Linked DNA regions of Mus musculus: regions 1 and 2 are each linked to region 3. A link is a contact called in public HiChIP or PLAC-seq data. All regions are on one chromosome and are shown on one strand. The core of a region is the stretch at or near the end of the contact, and the rest is flanking DNA. Distances in the headings are between cores, read along the strand shown. Region 1 overlaps Wdr27 (WD repeat domain 27). Region 2 has its middle 48 kb from the start of Rnu6. Region 3 holds the start of Dact2 (dishevelled-binding antagonist of beta-catenin 2).

Region 1 (4,179 bases), core at 1,576-4,075, 700 kb before region 3:
CCATTTGCCTTATATGCCCGCTTGGGTAGTCGTGGACAGACACTCATAAGTTGCCTAGGAGCAGAGGCACAGGCATGAAGTGCTAGGAAGGTGAATGGGTGAGGACCAGGTAAGGTCATGCTTACGATCAGAGGTGTACACTGTGACCCATGCATGTTGGGTGCCTGGCCTAGCTTGAACTGTGTAGTCTACATCAGGGTCCTTGCAGTGTCTAGGGTGGTTTGAAAGAGAAAGGGGGATGCCCTCAGGAGGACTAGAGTCATCCATGATGGGCTTGTCCTGGGGTCTGAGTGTGGAGTACCAGTTGTCAGCCTTCTGTGCTGTATTGAAGGACCAGGCTGTGACTGCTCATAGAAAGCATCTCTGTGGAATTCTGCCTTGTCCGTTGCCTGCGCTGCCTTTCAGATTCAAGGAGGCGCAGTCTAGGATGACAGCTTATGCTGTGGTGAGTGGAAGATGGCTGATGAGGAGAGTATTGCAGCTCTGAATGGGTCATCCACTTCTTGGGAAACCTGAACTCTGCTTGCATTGCCCCCCTGCAGCCTCTGCAGCTGCGGTTAGGGTGGAGGCGGATGTAAACATCCCTGCTGTCGTCTGAGAAGGGTGGGTGCTATTACGTAGCTGATAGAAAAGCCACTTAAGTCAGGAGGTAGGATTGTGTAGGGCAGGGACTGAGCAAGTATGTTATCAGTGAGGATGCTCAGACGTGCCCTAACCCAGGGCGGATGTGAGCCCGGGCCGGTGTCGCACGTGCTCTCTGCCCGTGCAGTCACAGTGCCATTTCCTAGGGCTTTGACTCTTTGCAAGCTTGCTGAGTGCTTGAGACGTTTGTCAGTGTTGCCTATTTATTTGTTTTTAATTAACCCTTTTGGAATTTTGTAAAATGTATTTGATCATATTCCTCCCCCCAACTCTTCACATATTCACCCCTTCTTTACCCACCCTGCTGCTTTATGTTCTTGTTTTGCTTTGCTTTGTTTTGTTTTGTTTTAAACCCATCAGTTCCAATTTGTGTTATCCATGAGCTTTTGTCTGTCTGGCCTTCACTGGAGTTTGACCTACGAGGGCCAGGCCCTTAAAGAAAGCAGACTCTCCCTCTCCCAGCTGGTTTGAGCTTGCACAAGTCTTACTCATGCTGCCAGAACTGCTGTGTGTTTATATGCCAACTGCCCTGCTGTATCTGGAAAAGAGTTTTCTTGCTCTGCCATCTCTGGCCCTTTCAGCCTCTGTTTCTTCTCCTGAGCCCTGGGAGGGAGTGCTCTAGCTGGATGTCAATGTCCCATTCAGATTGAGCACTTCAGTCTCTTACTATGTTTGCATCTTCACCAGTGGTAGGTCTCTGTGTTAATCACCGCCTGCTGAGGACGGCAGTGAATGTGCTGAAGGCTGAGAGGCGCACTAATCCATGGCTATGAGGTTAAGTCATCGGGAGTCAGTATCACACTGTGGCTGTTCAGCAGAGCACTAGGACAATGCTCCCCCTATGTCTACTAGCCACAGGTTCTTAGCCTGATGTTGGTGCCTAGTATGGGTTTCAATTTGTGGATGGGCCTTAAATCCAATCAGAATATAGTTTATCACTATTATATTCACACCATTATTACAATAGCCGTGTCCTGTCAGGCTGATGGCAGCATTCAGAGTTTGCAGCCAGGTATGACTTATGATAACTTCTCTGTGGTAGAATGCACAGCACCGCCCAGTACTATGGAAGCCAGCCAGAAGGGATGAAGCCTCAGGTTCTAACCAGCTTCATTTCTTTATAGTCTGTGACCCAAGCATGTGTGTTTCTATCAATAGGGTCTTACCGTCAGTCTCTGGATGGTAGCCAATAACATTGGCAATGGCCTGTAATATTCGGAGTTCTGTGGGACCCCAGTGGCCAGTAAGTCCAAAAGTGGTAATCATTCTGGACTCTGGGCTTTTCATTTGTTAGCCTATGGTATCTAGGAGGGGTTTGCCACCCCATTATAGAGTAACTCCATTTAAATTCTTCTTATATATGTAGTATACATTTTAAGTATACTTACTTTTACAGTGGTAGGCTTCCATGTGACTTTTTCAAAAGTTCTTCAGTGTTAGTCACCCCTCATGTTCCGTCCTCTACTCTTTGTTCCCAGCCTCTACCCCATTTAACCTTCCCTTTCCCATTACTGGCCGTCACCTCTTTATACCATCCCCCCTCTCTCTTTTTGTTTTGTTTTTCGAGACAGGGTTTCTCTGTATAGCCCTGGCTGTCCTGGAATTCACACTGTAGACTAGGCTGGTCTTGAACTCAGAAATCTGCCTGCCTCTGCCTCCCAAGTGCTGGGATTAAAGGCGTGCGCCACCACTGCCCGGCTCTTTATACCATTCCATTTGCTCTTTGCTCCCTTGAAAGCCCCACCCCAGGGTCCCTTACTAATTTTCTGAATTCCATAGGAATTCCAGATGAAACACACATATCGGAAGACTCAAAGATAACACCTATGGATTTGAGAAAACATGCAAAGTTGGTGTTTCTGAGTCTGGGTTACTACTCTCAGGATGGTTGTTTCCACCCATATCCGTTTACCTGGGGATTTCATAATTGTGCTTTTCTTAAGGGCTGAATAGCGTAGGAAATAAATATCCTATGTCTTCATTGTACATAGATGAGTTGATAGACACACAGGCTGTTTCCATATTCTGACTGTTGTGACTAGAGCCAATTGTGAACATGGAGGAGCAACCGTCTCTACAGTAGGATATAGAGTCCTTTGGGTATGCAGTGCTAGAGCTGGATCATGTGATAGTCTTTTTCCAGCTGTTTGACCAGCTTCCACACAGATTTTCACAGTGCTCCACGTTGTGTTCCCACAGTAGTGAGTAAATGTTTTTTTGCACATTTGAGAGGTCCTTTGTTCTTTTGTGGAAAATGCCAGAACTTGACACAAGAGGGCAGCAAAGGCATTTGGCATAATTTTTCTGCTTGGTAACTTTTTGCTGTTTTGAGGTCCCATTTCAGAGTGGCATTCTACTTACAGTACTTTCTGGCTTTCCAGTTCTATTTTGGTGGCTTTCTGGCCAGTGTGCTCTGGTGATACTGATTCACTGAATGCCCTTTCAATTGCAGTGTGCAAGTTCCCGTGCAGAGAGCAGCCTGGGTGGGAGGTTCCTGTTAGATTCTTGTCAAAGTTGTGGTTCCTTACGCTGCAGAGTGTACCACAGGGCACCTTGGGGTGGAATGTGATGGTTCAGCGTGTCTCGGGTCACTGGTGTTCTCCGTTTGCCTGACACTGTGCAGCCTCCAGTTCTCCTGTCTACCTGTTTCCATTGGCTCGCCCAGGAGAGAGCCCATGATGCTGTCTCCAAGTGTCTGCTTCCATGAATCCTTGGGCTCTTGGGTCTCTCGGAAACTCAGGTAGCTGTGGTTTCAAGTTTGCTTTATAGAGACTGTAAGGGCAAAGGTGAGATTAGGAGACAGCACGTTCCTTGTCAGAAGGAGATTGAGGAGTAGGGACCGCATAGCTGAAGGTCAGTCCCACCTGCCTGTGGGCTCCCTAGCAGGCGGTATGCTAGCACCTGTATAAGCCAGCATCCAAAGCAGCCATTGGCCAGAGCAGATGATCAGAGCATGTCCAAGCATCCTTAGTGAGTTCTCCTGTTTTCTCCCTTTGAAACTAAAAGAAAAGGCTTATTTATACTGATAGATCATCACAGGGTCCCGAGATCTCTGTACGATCTTTTAGAACACTGCTTGTTATACTGTGGTATTAGAACTTCCTCTGATCTGGGCACATGAAGTCAGAACTTTAAGAAATGTGAGATCTTAGAGAGGCCTCCTCTCCAACCCTCATCAGTAGGCCTTTATGTACGGAGAATCTTTTATAAGCACTACCTGTCAATAAAAGAGCTAATGGCCAGTGAGCTGAGGCAAGAAATAGGAGGCAGAGCACAGCAGGAAGAGAGAGGATCCTGGGAAATAGTAAGACAGATATAAACCAGCAGGTAAATGAACTCAGGGAAATGCCGAGAGATGCTGAGGAGACACAAAGGAAGAAGCAGGCTGGGACCAAAGGGGTTGGGGTAACTAGCTAAATGGTAGACAGAATAGTTTAAATGGTTAAATATGTTATGAGCTAGTCAGGAAATAAGCCAAAGCTTATGGCCTAGGATTTCATAATAAATAATTAGTTTCAGATTCACCATTCCAGGAGC
Region 2 (4,277 bases), core at 1,066-3,565, 720 kb after region 3:
TGACATTTCACAAAGTGCTAAGTGGTCAGCTGGGCCCTGCCCTGGAGACTATGCAGCTGTGAGTTGGTAACAAGAGGATGGACTTTCTGTTCAAGGTCAACTGCATTACATTAAGACAGAGGTTGGGTCACAAGGCACAGAAAAAGCATCAAGAAACATATGAATCAGGATGCTTTCAAACCTCATGTTCTTCTCTCAAAGTTCCAAAAAAGAAATGACATGCTGTCTTCTAATATCCACTTGCTAAGCCTAAAGTCCATGGATAACTCCAGCTTCCACAAATCATGCATCATATTGTCCACGAATTCCTTGATATCCTTCCCAAGGCTGCTACGGCTTCAGCTTGTCAATTGCAGAAGGCCTATTGACAGTAAAAGACTTTATGGAAATGTCTTTCTCTTTGCCAGCACACAAGGCTTCCTTGTGCTGAGCCTGTGTGTTGGTTCAAACGAGAACATTTATTCATTCATTTAGCGCACATGGCTGTGAGCAGATAAGGATGCAGAACACATTTTAGACTTGCGGTTTCTTCTGCTGGCTGCAGGTGGTCATGGCTGGGAAGATAGCAGAGTCTAGGAGATCAGTGGCCCAAAGTGTCTGTGAACTGAGGGTTTACTATATGCTCAGCGGAGTGAATCATGGCAAGAAAACAGATCCAGTTTATGCTCATAGCATTTGCATACTCGTGTGCTAGTCAGCTGTTCCTGTAATAAAGTACCCAAGACACAAAGGAGAAAAATCCCAGCTTCAGAGGGTTCAATCTACAAACCTTGGCTTTGACTGTGGATCTGGGGTGAGACAAGTAATCGGAGTGGAGCTCCCATGTGGGAGGGGAGGGCCTCAACTTATGGGGCTGTGAAGTGGGTAGAGAGAAACAGAGAGCAAAAGCAAAACACAAGAGAGGGAGAAGAGGAGAGAGGGGAGAGAGGGAGAGGAGGAGAGAGAGAAGGTGGGAATGGGAGAGGGAGGAGAGAAGGAGGAAGAGGGAGAGGAAGAGAACAGAGAAAGGGGTAGAGGGATAGAGAGAAGGAGAGATAGAGAAAGAGAAAAGGGAGAGGGGGTAAGAGGGAGAGGGAGAAGAAAACTGACGGGAGAGGGTGATGCATAAATACAAGGGGCAGGGACAAGTTATACCATTGGAAAGCCCCCCCCCCACACACACACACATTAACTACTTCTTCCCTCCTAAGTGAGCCCCTCCTCTCAACAGCACTATCAGCTGGGGGCCAAGCCTTGAGTCTTTGGACCACATTCTAGATCAAGCCACAGTACTTAGAAAGCAGGGGAACAATGGGAGCTTGAGGTAACTAAAGCTTAGAACTTAAAAGCTTAGCTCCTTAGCCCCACACAGTGAAAAGAACACGAAAGCTCTTTCCCCTCAACAGTGGGACCCCTTTTTCAGATGATCATGATAACGGATACAGTGTAACAGAATGCCCACATGTCTTAAAATGCATAGTAGCCCAAGGCTTTCCTCTAGCCAATCTGTGCCAAATGCTTCTTTTTCACTGCCTTCCTGCTGTCCAGCACACTCAGAGCCCCCGGACCACCACCCCACCCCCACTCTGGGAAGCAAGCTGAGTTTCCTTCTCTTCTCCTACCTTCATACCTCCATTGCAGGAACAAGATTCCAGTGAGATAAGAAAATAGAATGCAATACTGTTCAGCAATAAAAAGAGTAATAAATGCAAAATGAACTGTTGGCATAGAAGTGAGAGAAGGAGTTCAAGCTAAAGGAATACAAAATATATCTAATAAAATCATAGAAGTAGTTTCCCAAATCAAGGGAAAGCCTGGCTGTATAGAGTTCATCTATTCTATCGTCCCTCTAAGCCAAGGATACCCAAAGCAAACCTACTTTCCAAAAGTACATCTCATGTGCCAAGAACAGCTGGGCATTTTGAGATGTTACACCTCAGGAGTGAGCAGAGACACACAGGAATCAGAAACAATGGCACCCTGAAAAACAGGGCCTGGGAACCCCAGTCCATCTCCCTGCCACCCCAGGAGCAAGTTAGAGATCAACAGTGGCTGCGGATCCAGTACTTTTATTTGAACTTTAGCAACTTAACAGCATCCCACAGGAACCCAGCGAATGCTAAACTTGCCTCTCCTCAAAGCTTGTTTTCAATTTCTGACAACACCATTCACTTCGCCCTTTACCCCCCCCCCCCCCCCCCCCCCCGCAGAGGGGTTTCACCTTTGAGGAAGGTCTGCCTCCCTGTCGGCTTTGATGATGTTATTGCTTTCATCATCTGCAGTTGGTTAGACCATAATGACTCAGGGTTTTGAAATTAACTCCATCATTCCACACGTGTTTAGTAAAATGAAACAGGATGCAGGGCTCTAGCAGGCCATGCGAGCTGTAGCTTAGGCTGCAGGACCCTCCCTGCCAGATGGACTTGGCAGGCTCCGAGGGCCTCTTCCGCATTTTCACAGTTATTGCCCTTGAAATTTTAGTAGGATAGCTTTCTCTACTGGACTTTTTAAAATATCTTTTCTTGCATCAAATTAATCTTTTGTGCCGTCTTGTTTTCTTCACATTCCCACCGCCTTGACTGCTAAATGCAGCATTGTTCCTGCAAGCCCGAAGTGGATGCGGTCCCTGCCCTGCCCCCGCCCGCAGGTGGGAGAAGCTGCCTCCCCACTCCAACAAGACCTTCTGTGGTGCGGGGGTAGGCTCATTAGGGCTTTTCCCAGGCCCCATCACAAAAGATGGCTGAGAAAAACAAAAGTAAGATGCTGGATCCCACTGCACGCCTTTGTGGCTCAGGGATGCAGGCATCACAGAGATGTGGATTCCATTTATTGAATGTGGAGTCAAGGGAAAGGCGGCCCAGAGAGGAGGGGCTTGAGAGCTTCAAGGGCCCTCAGTCAGCAAGGCCCAGTGGTCCTCAGTGCTTACATACTGCTGGGTAGAGGGTGGAAAAAAAATCTGGCATTGTCAAGGAGAGAAAGCAAGAATTTAATCTCTCAGGACATCAATACAGAAGAAAATAGAGGAATGTCACCCTCTCAAAACTGTAAATCAGGAAGTCACACCTCATTCCTCAGAACTGGCACTGCTGGGACCCTGGTATGAGCTTCCTTCTGGTCCCCACATTGCAAATTAAAGTTGGCTGCCTGACAGTCCAGCAGACTAGGCCTGGGCACTCAACCAGACTTTGTTTTGTCTGCATCTTTCCTCCCTAGTCCCCTTGACCACAGCCGAGGTCTAGTTAGCCTCTTCTGTTTATCTCTGTCTGTCCTGTGTCACTCACAAAGCCAGGTTTGCTGCTGTGAGGGAAGACAGAGACAGGATGGGAAGTGTGTGTGTGTGTGTGTGTGTTTTGTTGTTGTTCTTTGTTTTTGTTTGTTTGTTTGTTTTTTTTAAAGTTCTGTGCTTGCTACTGGCACCATCAGGTAAAGGCAGACTTGGTTTTGGTTTTGGTTTTAAGAGCTTATCAGGGAGGCCAGCTCCCTCTTAACCATGAAATGGAATAATTTCCAACCTAGCACTGACAGTGTTCTAGACCAGTCACTCTATAAATCCTTGCAGTTCCTCAAAATCTCCTGGAGTCTGGAGTCTGTGAAGGGTGTCATCAGCACATACATGTGTGCTTATGATCTCACAGGAGTGTGCTCTCTCTCTCTTTCTCTCTCTCTCTCTCTCTCTCTCTGAGTGTGACTTTCAATCTGTAGGAAAAGAACACCTTGATACCAGTGCAGACCATACAATCCATATACTCATGCATTCATCCATTCCGTGTGTTTTAGTCAGGGTTTCTCTTCCTGCACAAACATCATGACCAAGAAGCAGTTGGGGAGGAAAGGGTTTATTCAGCTTACACTTCCATACTGCTGTTCATCACCAAGGAAGTCAGGACTGGAACTCAAGCAGGTCAGAAAGCAGGAGCTGATGCAGAGGCCATGGAGGGATGCTCCCACATGGCTTGCTTCCACTGGCTTGCTCAACCTGCTCTCTTATAGAACCCAAGACTACCAGCCCAGAGATGGCACCACCCACAAGGGGCCTTTCCCCCTTGATCACTAATTGAGAAAATGCCTTAGAGCTGAATCTCGTGGAGGCATTTCCTCAACTGAAGCTCCTTTCTCTGTGATAACTCCAGCTGTGTCAAGTTGACACAAAACCAGCCCAGTCCACCGTGTTTATTTAGTTCTGGACTTCATCAGAGCAGTGCTTGTCTCTACACTCTTTTCTTTATTTTTCAAGCTTTGCATTGCTGGGGTGCAGCATCCTGATGGCTGTTTGTTGTTGCAGCCACTGAACCTACAAC
Region 3 (3,742 bases), core at 364-2,863:
CCCATAAATTCTGTGGAAATAGGGAGGGCACAGAGCAGGAGGCAGTAGTGAGAAGATACAGGGCTGGAGAGCTTATGTGTCCAGACTTCAGAACCCAGTGAAAAGGTGAGTCATTGACACAGCCTGGAACAAGCATAAATATGACAGAAAACAGAAATTCCTTCTCCATATCAGCTGACCCTCCATTGATCTACACCTCTCACTGTTTCCTGTTGGGCAGTGGGCTACACTGTCTGCAGAAAAATGAAAGAGACTCAGGAGGATCAAGGACAGAGCTCAGCCTGAGAGGATGAAGGACTTCAGAGTATCAGCTTTAAACTACAAAAGCTTAGAAGTCTGTAGCTTCGAATCAGGCAGCGACTTCTCAGTCGTCACACAGAAAGCAGTAAAAAGCGGGGAAAACTGGTGCAAGGAGGTAAAGATAAAGAGTAAAAACTTTAACCAAGCTCAGTGCTGCGAAGCTGTGATCTAGGTACACACAGAAGGCTGGAGTTCCTTGGAGACCAGCCTGGTCTACGGAGTAGTTCTGTTGTAGTAAGACCCGGTCTTAGAACCAAACAAAACAAAAATAGGGAAGTAAAATGAATAGAAACCTGTAGACTGGAGAAAACATTGTGAGAATCCTGTATCTAAGAAAGAAATTGCAAATAAGGAAAGAGTTTAAAGGAGACTCTGGTCTTCGTTACTAAGGAGATAGCCAACTTAAAGCAAGTAGCGAACCTGAATGACCGATTCTACAGGGAAAAGATACTTAACTTCCTCCTGCCCGAGGAATCACTGCAAGCTACACTCCACAGGCCTGGGTGCTCTGGATGGAGGCACCTTCCCACCCCTGCTTGGGAGGAAATGGTAAGAACACGGGAAAGTGGTCTCTTCAGTAACCACCCGCGATTCAACAATTCCTGCCTTCGGTAGACACTCAAGGAAGAGAAAAGCATTTTCATCCTGCCTGTGTGCAGAAGTGGATGACAGCTTCTTCCTAACTTATCACTGGAGGAACATGAAGACTATAGATACTCTACTCGGCCAGTAAAGTGCTGCAAAATGGGCGCGCCCGGAAGTCTAACAGCAAAAGACCCGGATAACAGGATTCCACTCAAGACAGTGTCCACAGGAGGCCGCTGGGGGGCTCTGAGCATGGAGTGAGTAAAGGAGGTGGGGGCGACTGAGAGTGTGCGGCTTGCTTCTGGGATCCAGACAGTGTTGCTGAAGTGACCACCATGGTGAGAGCTGCACACCTCAGGAACTTTCTAGAAGCTTCCTTAAAGGTGCGTAGCATGTGTGTGAAGCTGGACTCGGTACTGAGAAGCGAGCGCAGGTTTTCCATGTACATTGGCGAACCTGGTATAGGATTTTCCATTTTAATCAGCTTACAAATAGGAACGTGCGTCTTGCAATGTAAATTTTTTTCTTTTGTAATTTTTTTAAATTTAAAAACCTAAACAAAACCTTTGCCTATGCTTAAGCTCCTCTCTGTCCCTCTGCGGAGGGGCTTTTGGCCTTCCCCGATGAGCTCATAGGTCCCAGGGGCGCAGGGGTTGGGCGAGGGCGCGGCCGGTCGACGGGGCGGGCAGGGGGCGGCCGCTGTGACCTCGGGCGTCGCAAACACCGCCCTCCGCGGCCAGCGATAGGTCCCAACCCACCTAAGCGACCTGCAGCCGGGGGCGGGGAGACGCGACGGGGACGCGCGGCGCGGCGGTTGAGCGTCCGGGAGATGTGGGCACCGAGCGGCCAGGGGCCCGCGGGTTGGGACCGCCGCAGGGTGGGCGCGCGACTACGAGCCGCACTGGCCGGGCTGCAGGAGCTTCAGGGGCTGCGAGCCACGCAGCAAGCACGCGTGCGGGGAGCTCTGGGCCTGCACCCTGCGCCAGGGCCCCGCGGCCAGGAGCTGCGTCTGGAGGCGGCGCTGACCGCGCTACGGGAGCAGCTGGTAAGGAGCAAGTTGGGCGCGAGCGGCCGAAGGGACCTGCTGGGGCGCGATCGGGGCGCAGTTGCGTGGAATGTGCGAGCGGAAAGAGCAGATGCGCGGCTGCGTGGGGAGCGCGCCGCGGGGTGCGAGCTGGAGAGCCGCGCGCGGGACCCGGGGTTGACTGCGCACCGCCTCTGCGGCGGACACAACCTTGGTGCGGCGGCGCGCAAGTCTGGCTAGACACAGGCTGTTGTGGTGGGGAGCGTGGGCTCCATTCCGCCTGGCAGGAGTCTGCGCACATACTGACCTCATCCCGGGAGCAGGTCATCCGGCTACACTGCGTGGCTACACTGCGTGAACTTGAGCCACAGGGCACTGTACTGGGTTTGCTTGGGTCATTGAGGAGTCTTGCCCGCTGAGGATCGTCTCCAAGATTGCACGTCACCTGATCCCATTAAAAAAAAAAAAAAAATAAGACGAGTGTCCTCCGGTATGCGGAACGTGGGAGAGGGGATTAGTGGCGCTTTCTCATCTACCCGCGCCCATCGAGTCCCCCTCTGTAGACCACTTGGGGCCCCTCGGGAGTAGAATTGCTACCCATTTCTAGAAACAGCTCAAGGTTCCTTCCCCTCAGTACTGCAGTATTTTTAAAAGAACAAAATAGTGCGCACTCGAAAGAGTGTGATAGCGTTGCGTCCACAACTCTTTAAGTGGGATTTTTTTTTCACGGTGAAATTTGGATCTGTCCTGTTGAAAGTAGCCTCTTGGTAAAGTTCAGGGTGAAACTGCTGTGTTCCAATCAACTTTAGTTCAGAATAGTGTTGGGTTTGTGTCTAAAGAATCAGGAAGTCCAGTGTCTGAGTCACTACTCCCCAGGACACCTGGAATCTTCCCTGAGTGTAAGAGATCTGGCTGAGGGCGGAATCCAGCTGACAGTCTCCTCCAGTCTGAGACACCCAACTGCTGCCCAGAGAGAGACATGGCCGGTGAGGACTGGACTCTGTACACTGTTGCACCCACGGGACCAAGGCATTATAACAGGTGCCTGTCTTTAGGGGTGGGTGGGGGTGCTCCACACTGGTCACGTGATCTCAGCCAGGCAGGCGCACTGATGAGTTACAAGCATGACCCGTTCCTGAAGGTTAACGATTAAACCCCCCCCCCCACGTCAGCAATACACAAACCCAATCTGTGAGCCCTCACACTCCAATTACCAGGAGCCTGTGGAGAGATCAAACAAGCTTTTTGTTGACACACTCCCCCTCCTCTCCAGGAGACCAGGAGGAACACACTGGCTTTGTCTTGAAACTTGGTTCACGGGGGAAAAGTGAAAAATAATTGAATTCTATGTGGCTTTATCACTTCACCATGTTTCTTATGCGGGGTGGGGTAGGGGGTGGGGTGGAGGGAGGGTGGGGGTGGATGGGAGCAATGTTACTTGTTGAGTAAAGAAAACGGGGAAAGAGCTGCAGTACCTTCTAGTTAAACCGCTTAAACCGCGGCACATAGCCCTCCCGCTGGCTCACCTGGCCCCCAGCCCTCCTTCTAGTGTGAAAAAGGAAGACTCCTATAGTCCTCAACAGTTATCCTGCAGCAATTCTCTAGTAAGGATGGGTTTAGCATTTCTAGGGATTTGGTGTCCATCAGATGGGCTACACCCTGCTAATTGCAGTGTCAAAAGTCACAAAGAGAACTCAGTAGCAGCTGCTTAGAGGAATTTTGTTCGCTAGATAAATCAGTGACCCTTAATGGCTGACACCAAAAAGATAGACTTCTCTGCTAATGAAATCCCATGCCCTCTGACCCTTGACCCCACACTCGGCTGCAGGTGAC

What was found. HiChIP or PLAC-seq counts read pairs in DNA pulled down with a chosen protein or histone mark.
Region 1: an H3K4me3 HiChIP or PLAC-seq map of stem cell-derived neural progenitor cells shows a contact between it and region 3, with 14 read pairs. The contact joins the enhancer-like site here to the promoter of Dact2 in region 3. A contact is called at or near these places in 13 of 39 promoter capture datasets (the 3T3-L1 cell line, the HPC-7 cell line, the SN4741 cell line and 8 more), 2 of 15 datasets of contacts at CTCF or cohesin (both in the NIH/3T3 cell line), 1 of 484 Hi-C or Micro-C datasets (cerebellar granule neurons), 7 of 115 datasets of contacts at active chromatin or transcription factors (embryonic basal ganglia, embryonic forebrain, embryonic stem cells and 2 more) and 1 of 9 other capture datasets (embryonic stem cells).
Region 2: a contact with region 3 is called in an H3K4me3 HiChIP or PLAC-seq map of stem cell-derived neural progenitor cells, with 4 times the contacts expected there. The contact joins the enhancer-like site here to the promoter of Dact2 in region 3. A contact is called at or near these places in 7 of 39 promoter capture datasets (HPC-7-derived erythroid cells, cranial neural crest, embryonic stem cells and 3 more), 4 of 115 datasets of contacts at active chromatin or transcription factors (astrocytes, embryonic stem cells and stem cell-derived neural progenitor cells) and 2 of 9 other capture datasets (embryonic stem cells and macrophages).

The regions. Positions count from the first base shown.
Region 1 is chr17:14,903,752-14,907,930 of GRCm38.p6, reverse strand. All of the region lies in intron 17 of Wdr27 (WD repeat domain 27), which reads left to right. Among named protein-coding and RNA genes, the nearest start is that of Wdr27, 37 kb to the left of the region's middle. Within about 2 kb of position 2,825, at least 34 of the 459 cell types and tissues checked have an H3K27ac peak or open chromatin away from gene starts, as enhancers often do. A contact at or near this core is called in stem cell-derived neural progenitor cells, where this site is marked.
Region 2 is chr17:13,477,914-13,482,190 of GRCm38.p6, reverse strand. No RefSeq gene overlaps it. Among named protein-coding and RNA genes, the nearest start is that of Rnu6, 48 kb to the right of the region's middle. Within about 2 kb of position 2,315, at least 98 of the 459 cell types and tissues checked have an H3K27ac peak or open chromatin away from gene starts, as enhancers often do. A contact at or near this core is called in astrocytes and stem cell-derived neural progenitor cells, where this site is marked.
Region 3 is chr17:14,201,702-14,205,443 of GRCm38.p6, reverse strand. It overlaps Dact2 (dishevelled-binding antagonist of beta-catenin 2), which reads left to right and starts at 1,613. Exons shown (of 4, transcript NM_172826.3): 1 at 1,613-1,930. The coding sequence starts at 1,715. It overlaps Gm34510 (a long non-coding RNA gene), which reads right to left and starts at 1,737. Exons shown (of 3, transcript XR_001782252.2): 1 at 1,644-1,737.